Linked DNA regions of Gossypium arboreum: region 2 is linked to region 1. A link is a contact called in public Hi-C data. All regions are on one chromosome and are shown on one strand. Each heading gives the region's core, a stretch centred on a gene start, on an enhancer-like site or on the middle of the called end of the contact. The rest is flanking DNA. Distances are from core to core; before and after follow the strand shown.

Region 1 (6,449 bases), core at 2,024-4,523:
CATGAGATTAGCACTAAGTGTGCGGGTTTAAAATTTGTACAGCACTAAGTGTGCGAGTTTGATTATATAGCACTAAGTGTGCGAGTTGATTTTATAGCACTAAGTGTGCGGATTCACTATATGCTTTTGAATCAATTGAAATAGTTTGAATTGCTTTAACAGCGTAATACAATGTCAAGTATTCGACTCAACAATAATATCAGATATGGGGCGTCACGACATCTCCAACGCTCTTACTCAAAAACTCCAAAAATAGAGTGAGAAAATAACTAGTTATTCGAAATAAGAATATAACGAACACTTGATGGGGAGAAATATGCAAGAAACTTGTTACTGCTCAATGCATTTTATTTATAACCAAAGGTGCCTTTAGGCCTACATGACAATTAAAATACTGAATTAATGCAGAAAATATTGTAATAAAAATAAAGTTGGACTAAATCAAGATATAAGTAAAAATAAAATGCTGCAGTTAATTAGAATCACGTTTTCAACCATTTTTGCCTTACATGTTAATATAAAATATATTTTTCAATAGTTACTTAAAAGCTTTATATTTGATGTACTATGACTGTATAGAGCAAATCATATTGTGCAACATGTAAAAATAAATATGGTATTTATTTTTAATGTCGGTATATAAACTTATACATTTGAAATTTTTATTTAAATAATAAAACTGTTAACTATTATATGATGATGCGTATGATATAATAGAATCTGATGTGATCTGAAACAAATATTATATAAACATAATTTTGAGTTAGGCACGATTATAGTTAGAAAAAATTACTAGTTTGTTTATAAAAGAATTCAAATGAGATGAACAAGTACAAAGAAATATGCCCAATTGTGTTACCAACTCCAAAGACTGTAGTTAGTGAGATAGCAAAGAAATGTTAAATTAAATGTTTCTTACTAAACACACTGGGGATCTGATTTGAGTTTGAAAGAGTAAATGGGGCAGTTAAATTGATGGTCAATGAGATGGAAATAGATTGGGACAGTGACAGAGGGGTATATTATTTATACGCTATGCAAACCAATTTGTTTGTTAGTTTAAAGATTTGATGCACGCAATTTGTGTGCGCCAAAATATATAGATTCCAGGGTCCTGCACGTGGAGGAAACTAGCCAGTTCAAAGTAGAAGGGCAGATAAATAAGAAGTTGTTGAACATATGCCCTCTTTCATCTCCTCTTAACCACATTTTTTCCAACCCAATCAAATCTCTTCTTCTCAAATTACTCCATCACTGGATGCATGCATTTATTATTTACCGTGTTTTTGTACCAAGGAAGAGCATATCTGATTCCCATGTCTATGCAAACTGTAGTGCAGGAATGCCAACAGAGTAGGATGGTATGAGATGAGTTGTTTTTTTCTCCCATCCAATCTCTTTTTATATATATTCCAAATTTTATTACATACTTAGAACCGTATGTTAGTTTAAAATAATATACAAAAAATAATAAAAAGTGTGGCTCAAAATAGTTAATAATAACACATAAAATATTTACAAAATTAAAATTAAAAAAGGATTAAATTGTGAATAAATTTAATTTGATTATATAAATACCTCATATTAATAATACTAAATTCATTATAATTGTTTATCGTGATGTTGTTATCAATCTTAAGTTAAAGTCGAGTTTACTTGTGAGATCAACTCAATCAACAACATTATTAATATATAAAATTGAAAAGTTAATAAAATATGCATAATTCAATTAATAAGTAAATATTATATTGAAATAAAATTTTGGTTTCGAGTAAATTAATATTTTATTGCTATGTAATCAACATAAGTTGAAATACAAGCACAAGCAAAAGCAAAGTTTTTATTTTTATTTAAATAAAAGCACTATATTCTTCAATAATTTAAAACTATTAATGTATTTTAGTCTTTTTATTTTTTAGGAAACTTAATAAAAAGTTTCATGCCATTGAATTTGAATTCATTCAATTTACACTAACAAATCCACTTTACCACTAAAGCGAAGCTTTATTTTAATATAATATTTATATTTTAATTGTATTATTAATTGGTTTCAAACGGTATATTTTATTATTTATTATATGTTATTTTTATACGTAATTTTATATTCTAAATATATGATTTTCACATGCGATATCGTGTGATAGGATTTTTAATTATATTTAAGAAGTTTATTAAGTTAATATCACCCTTTAATCAAGTCCAACTCAATTGAATAATTATCAAATTTTTTATAAAATAATAAACATTACTCCCAGAATCTTTTATCATTTCAAATAATGTGAAATCTAAAAAATACAATTAATGATATTCTATCTCAAAACATCATAACTTTAATATCTTTACTATTTAAACTAATTCTTTATTTAATATTTAAATTAACATTTTATAAATATATTTGTTACATAAATTTTTCACTCATATGATACGATAGTGTACTCTAACCTAATATAGATTTTTGCCCTCAAACTCTAATTAATGTTTTAACTCTTAATTCAATCCTAAAATGATTTTTTTATTTGGTTTTAATTTACGGTAAAATTTTACATAAGTTTTATTTATATTAATCTAAACTAAATCTATGTTGTAAAATCTTATGAAAATAAGAAATTATCATCGAAATATGTAAAAATAATTATAAAAATAAAATATTTTTAAACTCTTAAATAGTTAAAAATACTACAATAGTGTTTTTTTAAAAGGAAATATACTAAAATCGTTATAAATTCTAAACAGGGTATTTAATAGTATAACAGAACTAGGCGGGTGAATTTTACCTACTTGGTTGCCACTCTTTCTTATTTCCTAGGCTCTGTAAAAACAAATGAGTTAAAAAGGAAAAGTATTTTTAATATATATATATATATACTCTTTAAAAATGAAGTTTCTATATTTTTACCTGAAAGAGTTAAATTTATTTTAAAATTTTAAAATTCAGATTAAATTTTAATAATTTTAAAATTATTTTATTAAATTTAGATTTGTTAAAATATTATTTTTTGGTTAAATGTATACTAAATGAGTTTTTTAAATATTATATCAATAAATTTAACAACAAAATATTTAACAGTATCAATAATTCATCCTAAATTTTAAAATTAAAAAATAAAATTCCTTAAAATAAAAATAAAAATAATAAATTTTAAATTTGTGAATACTACTAGTTATTTTATATTTTAACGGTTAAAAAAATAGGGATGACGCATGTGGCTATTTCTAGATCATTCACGTTCCCCCTTTTAATGGCTTTAAAAAGGAGGCGACGGCTTTGTAGTGTCATGTGCTCATTTTAGCGCACACACACACTCTCTCTCTTTCTCTCTGTCGAGTTTACATCACCTCTTTTCTGGTTTTTGTGATCATTTCAGATTGTGTGGCTGGAATCGTAGAAGAAAGAAAAAAAAAATGGGAAGAGCCCCATGTTGTTCTAAGGTAGGTTTGAATCGAGGTCCTTGGACAGCCAGAGAAGACACATTGCTGATTAAATATATACAGGCTCATGGAGAAGGTCATTGGAGATCTTTGCCTAAAATGGCTGGTAATATTCTACATCTGTCTTAATTAGCAGCTACAATTTTTATTTCTTGCTCTAGTTGTTGTAATTTCATTGATTTTGGGTTTGGTGGCCACTGTTCAGGGCTGCTTAGGTGCGGAAAAAGCTGCCGACTAAGGTGGATTAACTATCTCCGACCTGATATCAAGCGAGGAAACATTACTCCCGACGAGGACGACCTCATTATCAGGCTTCATTCTCTTCTGGGCAATCGTTGGTCTCTCATTGCTAAAAGACTTCCAGGCAGGACCGATAATGAAATCAAGAACTACTGGAATTCTCATCTCAGCAAAAGGGTGCTCAATAATTCACAAACTAATTCAACTACAAGAAGCAGTCGTAAAGCCAAGAAAGCCACTGAAAAGAAGCAAAAGGCCAACAATGTGGAGGAGAAAGAAGAGATAAAGGTGCTGCATCAACCAAAAGCCAGCAGGGTTTCGCCATTCTCAGTAATATCAAGGAGCAGCAGTTTTGACAGTCTCATAAGTGGGTCATCTAGCAGCGGTGAAGGGAGCAAAGGAACCAATGATGCCTATGTTTTTGATATTCCTAGCTATTGGTCCGACTTTGCAGCTGATACTAACCTAGAATTTCCTGACGCTGAGGCGTTTTCAGATGCCACACCCGTAGGAGATAGTAATTTGCTTGACGACATTTTTGAAGAATACCAGAAACTTCTTGACGGCGATGACCCTGGCGAAAGAGATTCCATATTTGATGTTCTCTCTTGATTTTGAGTATTTTCTGCTACAAGATTCTCCACTGTATAATTCAATCTCAATGAACTAATAATTAAAATCCTAAAAACACTCTCAAAAACAGTGTCTGGAACTGAATCTTGCTTAGGATCGAATTAAGAAATACGAGAAACGATAGTAAGGAAGAAAACAACCGAAAAACATGTTGCCGTTGCTCTTTCGTTCTACATCACCTTTCAAGGCACTTCCTTACTAACAAAGCCGCCTCAGTCATTTTGATTTAGATTTGTACTAAAATAATTAAATAACAAAATAATAATACAAACACATTTGATCTATTTATAATATATATAAAAGTAAAAGCTGTAAGGATACAATTTTTAGTAAGGTTAGAAAATGTGGATTGGGAATTTCGTATATGTAAATCGAGCCTGTAAATATAAAATAGGAATATTTACGGAGTTATTATAAAAATATAATAAATTTTGGTTAAATAATTTAACTGTGAAAATAGTTAATTAAATTTAGTGATTAAATTGTAAAAGTTCAATCGCTATAAGGATTTAATTTAGAAAAATGTAGCATCCTGCATGGCGAAGTCCTAGTATCCGATTATTGTTTATCGATGTATGGTATTTAGAGTAAATTTTGAGTGGGTAAGGTGTTAGATTTGACTAAGTATATAAATTCTATGAATGCGCCTTTGGACGAAGTTTTTGTTTGGCCAGCTTGCTGGTTTGGCGAACTCTTTTGTGGAATATGCATCACCCCAGCTGTTAGACGATTATGTTAAGTCCTTAGTTTGAAAGAAATATTTATTATTTTATTATTATTTTATTATTCTACTTGAATAATTTAGTTACACAAATGAGAATTGGTTCGAAGAGAACTAAGTTATTGTAGTTGATCAGACTCACATTTATGATGAGAGAGAAAGTGCTTAGTCACAGTAATTTAACTTATCTGCTTAACCTAGCTTCCGTGTTTATCTGTATAAAGTTAGTATTGGCTTTTTGAGCAAGTTTTACATTTTCTCTTGCACCCATATTTTCTTCTCAAATTTTATCTTTACCTTTTCTCTCAAAAAACTTAAAACTTGAGGCCTGCTTGAAGATCAGGTTCGATTACTTGGCCAACTCTTTCATTGTTTTAGTACCTGGTAAATATTGATGCACTTTAGGTTATTTTCATGGTTATTTATGTTACCTTAGAGTTGCATGCTTTAGGGTCAGTTTAGAGTGCAAGGAAGAAATTAGGAGCTTGCTTTGATTGTGGGTCCAAGAGCCACTTGGTTAAAGATTACCAGTCTAAGTCTAAATTTAGCATTGAGCAATTAGTTAGAAACCCAAAAAAGTTTCAACAAGAGAATAAATCTAAGGTGGCAGCTAAATCTAGCTTAGTACATAGATCACAGAAGAAGAATTTTAGTTGGATGAGGTCTGGCGTATCAACTCGAGTCTATGTGATGAAGGTTAAGGAAGATGCAAATTTGCTTGAAGTTATAGCTGGTAATTTTTCTTTTCTTGGGAATAATATTTATGCTTTGATTGATCCTGGTTCTACTCCTTACATTTGTACTAAGGTTATAGAGGGTCTTAGCCTTAAGATAGAATACTCTGAAACGAATGTATTAGCAATGAATCCTTTAGGTCCAAGGCTTGATAATGGAGGATTTTTTTCGAAAAAAATGCAAATATGAGTTTTTGAGGCTTAAGTTAGTTTTGATGTGAACCTAAACACATAATTAAGTGTTTAGAATGATTCTTAAATGATTAGAATAGACTTAGATGAAAAAAATTGAGTTTCGACTTAAATCGACTAAGTTTTTAGCTTGATTTATTGAGGTTGCAATGTGAGATTTTATTGGATTTTTTTTTATGTTTCTTGATGTGTATTAATATGTATGTTTATGTGTGGTGTTGGTGAAGTATTGGATCGACCAGAGGCTTATTCAAGAAAGTTGAAAGGGAAGGAGAAAGATGGTTGAGCTTCCGGCAAGGCAAGCGGAAGTGTTGAGGTGAGTGTCCGAATTAATGCTACTAGTAAGCATAGTTTTTGGTGGTTCAAAAGAGGCTTGAGGAGACTTAAATCAAATTTAAATTTTAAGTGTAAGTGTAAGTGTGATCTAATTTGTGTGTTATGTGAAGTGTGTGATGATGTTACGTGTGTGGTGTTGGGTAAATAGGTCAAACAGTGAGTTA
Region 2 (6,449 bases), core at 2,561-5,060, 490 kb after region 1:
ATATATATATATATATATATAGTATTTTATTTATTTTTAATTTTAAACATTAAAATATTTTATTAATATATTATTAACTAAAAGTTTAGATAAAAATCATCAAATATAATTAACATAAAAATAAATACAATTCGATAAGTTTAGAGTTCAAAATATTATTATATTAAAATAAATAAAATATTTAAATAAACAAAGTCGAATAAATATTGAATAACAATTTATATCCATAAAAATATTTCAATGTATTGATAAGCGATATCCTATCATTTTAAATTGTTTCTTACTTAAAATTTTTTATTGTTATATTAAAATTAATAAAAAAGGTTAATGTGAAATATTTTCATTATATGAATATTCTCACTTTATTTTGCTTTGATCGATATTTGTTAGTATTTTTTTGAATTAAAGGAAAATTTACCATTAAGCCTTACCTCTATATTGAATTTTTCTTTTATACTTTTACTTGATTAAATTTTGTTAAATTTTACTATTCAATTTCAATTTTAAATAATTTGAAGAAAAAGTGGAATTGAAGATTATTTTTAATATTTTATTTTTAAATCTAAAATAATAGATTAATAAATATAATATTAAAAATCAATAAACCAATTATTTTATAAAATAAACTTGAACCTAAAACGCAATTTATAATATTATGAGAGTGTTTTTATATTTTTATATAAAGTTAATAAAATCCATATATGATAAAACTTTGAATCCAATATATTACAATATTACAATATGCAACTTTATTATTTCATTTTGTTCATACATAAAAATTCAATAATATATATTTAACATAAATTTTTTAATCACATAATGAGTATGTGTCATAATCTAGTTTTTAATATAAATATTTTCATTATATTATAACTGATGGCAATATTTATTTCGCTTTTATTAAATTATTTTTATTATAAATATTATTCATTTCAATCCCATACATTTTGTAAATATAATAACTAGAATGTTTCGATAATCTTTAATTTTAAAATTCATTTTAATCTCTTTTGAAAATCTATATTATTTCTTTCTAAAGGTATCACTCACACTTATATCACCTGTTATAATTATGAGAATCAATATCCTAAAACCTCAAGCTTTTGCATGGTAATTGAATAAGAGTGTAATAACACTCTTTTGTGGTTATTAAAAAATTATGTTTTTTTAGATTTGTTTAGTTGATAGAGTGTAATTACATAGTAATTTCTAATGTCATGTTTGGTAGAACAAAATGTAATTATACAGTTACATAATTTATTTTTAAAAAATATTAATTACTATAAAAGATATTAGTATGATAAAAATAATTTCTAAGCAAGTAACGAAAACTAAAATCAAATCATCATATATATTATGTTAGTCTAAAAAGTAGTTGATACTACAATTACTAATAAAAATAACAAGAAAAGTAAATATCATATGCAATTTTATCTCATTATTCTAGTGCATATTTTTTGGTTATTCCTCTTTAATATTTAGTATATGCTTCTTATGCTCGTCTGTTGGTTCTTGATTGAGTTTGTCATAATCTGAATTTGAATATGAATCGTTAAAATTATCAATATTTCTTTCTCCCATGTACTCTTCGAAGTACGGATTATCTCAATTCCACTTATGATTGAAGTTATAAAATATAAAACATGCTAGTAAGATCTAACATTATTTTTATGTTATATTACGGTGGTGGTGTTAATATGAAAAATATTTTTAAAACAACAAATGTCTTCTCAACCATAATTTGAAGCCTTAAATGTCTTCAATTAAAAAATTTGCGAGCTATTTATAGTACTTGTGCTTGACACCATTCTCTCAAATGATATCATATCCCATAATATGGTGCAGGAAAATCTTACTTATTTGCATAATTAGCACCTTATAATATTTGGATTCATAGTCCAAACAATCTATAAATTTAATTATAAAACTTATATCAACTTAATTTGGATAAACACTTATGCTACATTATATCTTTTTTATAATATGTAAATTAAGTAAAAATAAAATATTTATAATAAGTAATCTTTATAACAAAATTTATAAATTATTCAAAATTTTCATAACATTTTTATAAATAATATAATTTTTATCATAACTTTAGGAAATTATTATTTTATAAATAATTATGACTTAAAAAACTACAATTTCATGAATAATTATATTATTTTTATAAGATATAGAACAAACACATAAATAAGTTACGTCAAAACTTTTTAGTCATAACTTTTATAAATATATATTATAACAATTTTATAACATATAAATTATTTTTACAATAAACTTTTTGTCAAAATTTTAGAAAATTTTGAGATATAAATAATATAATTTTAGGTTGTAATATATATAATTTTTTTACCATAACCATCCTAAATAATTATATACGTTCATGTTTATAATATAATTTTTATAACGTGTATAAAATAGGATTTGAGTGTAATTATCTAAGTAATTACTCTAATTCTCACCCTCTTCTAAGAATTAGAAAGTGTAATTAGGGTACTCCAAATACATCCAAATCGATGAGACTTATTAATTACAACGATTATCCAAACATGTGAGAATTATATAATTAATTAAGAATAAAATTGTCAAGTAAAAACAACAATTCTAAAATTAGTTCAATTCACTAAGCAAATCTCATGTTATGACTAAACTTCATTTACAGTTCCGTTTTATACCTTAGAGGCGATTTCTGTGCCTTCTAAAACTTTAATTAAAGTTTCAGTTACAAAAATATTTAAAAGAATACAAGTTATTTTCTTTTTATAAGTTCAGCTTGCAAATTGATTAATAACAGCATAATAATTTTTTCTTTATTTATTTAATTCTAGCATACCTAGCATCCAACTCAAATCCTTTCATTATTAATTTCTTAATTAACAAACTACTCAATCTATCAAAATACCACATCTCACTCACTCATGCACTCACATGTGGGATTGTGGGTTAATTTTTGGCTCTTATATGGATGAGCTTTTATAATATTATAATTAAATTAGTGCATCTTTAATCAAAATGATAATTAAGTAACTAAAAAAAATACCACTTTTCAATCATGAAATTAATTACACAATATACATATATTAAATACAAAGAGATATGGTTTAAATGTACTCTTCATCGTCTCTGCATAGAATGAAGCTGAGCTTATATAATAAAAGCAAAAGTGTCGATGATTTATTAATGGCACGTTGGCTGCTTGTAATCTGTCATAGTTTTTATTTTTTGATAAAAAAGAAAATAAAAAAATAAATAAAGGGTGGGGGTACTCTAAAGATTATTAATACAGAAAAGGAAAAAGATAGTCAGGAAAACTCAGCTTTTTGGAGCACTTCATCAAGCGCCCACCACCCCCCATGGGAGGGACCTTGATTGAGTATGACCTTATATTCCTTCTCCACAAATGCAATTTCTTTGTTACTAGAAAATTCATGGCTTTTTTATATGATTATTTCACAATAGTTTCCCCTTGTAAGCACCAATTAGTGCCACTTGTGCTTCTTATTTCCTGATCGTGGGGGAATTAAGGATATCGGTGAGCATGGGGTTGTTAAAGATTCATATATATATATATATATTAGTCCTTATATAGCATTGGAATTTAGGATCATATTGTGGCTGGTTTGAGTTTAATAATTTATATCTATTCGCTTTAAAGAGTGTGCCATTATATAGTATCTGATGCATGGGATCATTGGCATGCTGTGACTTGTTTAAGCAAAAAAAGATGTACATCAGATCAGAGATCTCAAATCCTTTTTATCTGCTAGATGATTGTGAGCTCTTCTGTTGGTGCCAAAAGAAAAAGAGTTGGGAAAGTGGGGGCAAAAGATGAACAGAGGAAATAATCATAGTGAGAAATGGGCAAGAACTATGCGCATTTCAAACTGTAGGCCTTCCTTGTCAAGTTTAAAAAGCAGGCATGGTATGCATAGGCGTGGCCTAAATAGATAGTCCTCACTGCCAATAATTTGTGTCACATATGGTCCATTGTTTAGTGTTAATTTGATGGCATAGGAGAAAACGAAAAACCACATATGTGATTAGTGAATAATTAAGTGATTCACAGGCCAACATACCGAGTTTGAGGCAATGAAATATGTCCAAAACAAGCACATGGTTATGGGGTGGCCGGGGGGGGGGGGGGGAGGGATTTGACACCCAACAATAGATTCCGCCAGGCAAAACACTGGATGCAGTACATGAAACTCTGAATCTTTGCTATTCTCTGCAAATTTCCAGACTTCCATTGCATCAGCCTGCCCCACTCTTGTCAATAATTTAATTTACATCTGCAAATTTTTATCTGTCTCTCTCCCTTCTTCTATTTTGTTGTTTAGCCCTTTTTGGTCACTAAGGCAAGGCTCAAGAAAGTGTCGTCATATTCTACTTCTCTACTAGCATTCCCCCTGCCTCTTTTATCAGCTTCTTTGTTGTTAATATTTCTTTAAAGTCATTGCCTATAATATCCGAGTTTTAAGAAATTATTTTCATAACCCAATTTTGTTGAATCAAACCAAATTATAAGATGGATCAATTACTCAATAGTATTTTAGCTCTAAAAGTATTATAGAGAATTATGTAATAGGAGTTTAATATAATATGCATTTTTACTTAAAATAGATAAATTAATTTTTATATGTTAAGTTAAAGAGTAAATTAATTTCTTTATTAAAAATTTCATCTAATTCTACTATTAAAATTGGTCTTTATATATTAGTCTAAGGTACATGTGGTATGTCATGTGTCACTTTCTAGTTATTCGTTAATCATACCAGCTTTTTAATAATACAAATGAATAAAATTTTAATAAAAAGATAAAATTGTATTTTGCTTTAACATATAAGAACTAATTTGCTTAATTTTTAATAAATAATGCAAAATACAATATGATTCGTAGTATAATGACCTCTATAATACTTTTATTATGTTTTTACAAATATAAAGATTTGAATCTTACAAATAATCTCATTTTAATAGTTAATCTATAAGCACCACTTTCTAACCTAATAAAAACCAGTGTTATGTCTTAATCTTAAACTAGGATAGCTTGCCTCACCTACTTTATTATATCTAAAAAAGCCCGAATAGTATTAAATATCCGATTTTATTACCATCACTTATTATCTCTAAGCTAAGAGACCAGAAAAGTGAACGTGTATGAAGGTTGAACGTACTATGCATAGAATTTTGTCAATAAAAAAAAAGTTAGAAATTCCGTATTAAGAATATTAAAATTAAATATTTATAACATGAAAAAAAGAAAAAAAAGACTTCCCTAGATCAAACCTTGAGCCAAAAAGTTGATTTCATTTGGACTGGTCTCATACAAATAAAAATGGATACAGTGATGAATAGGATCAAACCTTGGATTTTGTATAAGATTTTTTAATTATTAATAATAATAATAATAATAATAATAATAATATTTTAATGCTATAAAAACATAGTCTCTTTCTCCCTCTGGTTTTGTTGTTTGATGATTAGCCAACTCTGTTTGACTAATGAGGCAGCTTGGAAGTGGAACGTGTCTCATGGTACTTATTTAATCGGCACATTTACTCTTTAATTACTAATTCCCACTCACTCATTTCCCGTTCTACATATATATAAATATCAAAAGCATATATATAGATTAATTGTGTGATTGAATAGAATACTACCCATTCTTCAATGATTGTCACACTTTTTCTTTTGGAGAGTAGAATCTTGAAGGGTCCCCTCCATCACTTAAAATTAGGGGTTTGGGGGTTCTAATACTAATTTTTATATAATTAGATTTGAATTGATGAGACTAATCATCTTTCCACCTCCATTTTTATACTAGAATATATAATTTTAGTATTAAACTTTGTTAATGGGTATCTTAGTAGACAAGGTTGTAAACTTCACACTATTCTTGAGAATTTCTAAAAATGCATTCCATCAAATGAAAATCAAAAAGAAGGGAAAAGGTGTAAAGGAATATTAGTTAAATTTTTGAATATCAAAGAAAGATGAAGCTCCATATCCTACTTTTCTCTTTCTCCCCTTTCTTCTATTTTTTTTTTAAGAAAACTATGTTTGGATTAATAAATTTGATTTACTTGAATTTTGAGATGGTGATGGTGAATGGAGTTCAAGCTCAAGTTACATTTAAACATAATGTTAACATATTATATATTTGTTCAAGTTTGGTTTTACTCGAAATATGAGTTTAAAATTTTGGTCAAACTTATATTTGTAAATGGTTAACTTAAGTCTATTTTAGATTCGTCCATACTAATTTTTAAGAATTTTATATTATTTTAAATTTAAATTTTAATAAATATATATTTCATTTATTAAAATTTTATATATAACAACTTAAAATTTTCTTAATATTACATTATAGTATTATATATTGTATAGATTTATTTTTTGTGTTGTAATTTACATAATGTATAAAAATAACATAATATAATATCTTA

What was found. Hi-C and Micro-C count contacts between places; a contact is called where the count stands out from the background.
Region 2: a contact with region 1 is called in a Hi-C map of leaf, with 2.3 times the contacts expected there. The contact joins the enhancer-like site here to the promoter of LOC108478573 in region 1. A contact is called at or near these places in 2 of 5 Hi-C or Micro-C datasets (both in leaf).

The regions. Positions count from the first base shown.
Region 1 is chr8:46,374,108-46,380,556 of ASM2569848v2, forward strand. LOC108478573 (myb-related protein 308-like) reads left to right here and starts at 3,274. Exons shown (of 2, transcript XM_017781037.2): 1 at 3,274-3,535; 2 at 3,635-4,369. The coding sequence starts at 3,403. The coding sequence ends at 4,281.
Region 2 is chr8:46,861,356-46,867,804 of ASM2569848v2, forward strand. No RefSeq gene overlaps it. Among protein-coding and RNA genes, the nearest start is that of LOC108468088, 12 kb to the left of the region's middle. Within about 2 kb of position 3,811, at least 2 of the 2 cell types and tissues checked have an H3K27ac peak or open chromatin away from gene starts, as enhancers often do. A contact at or near this core is called in leaf, where this site is marked.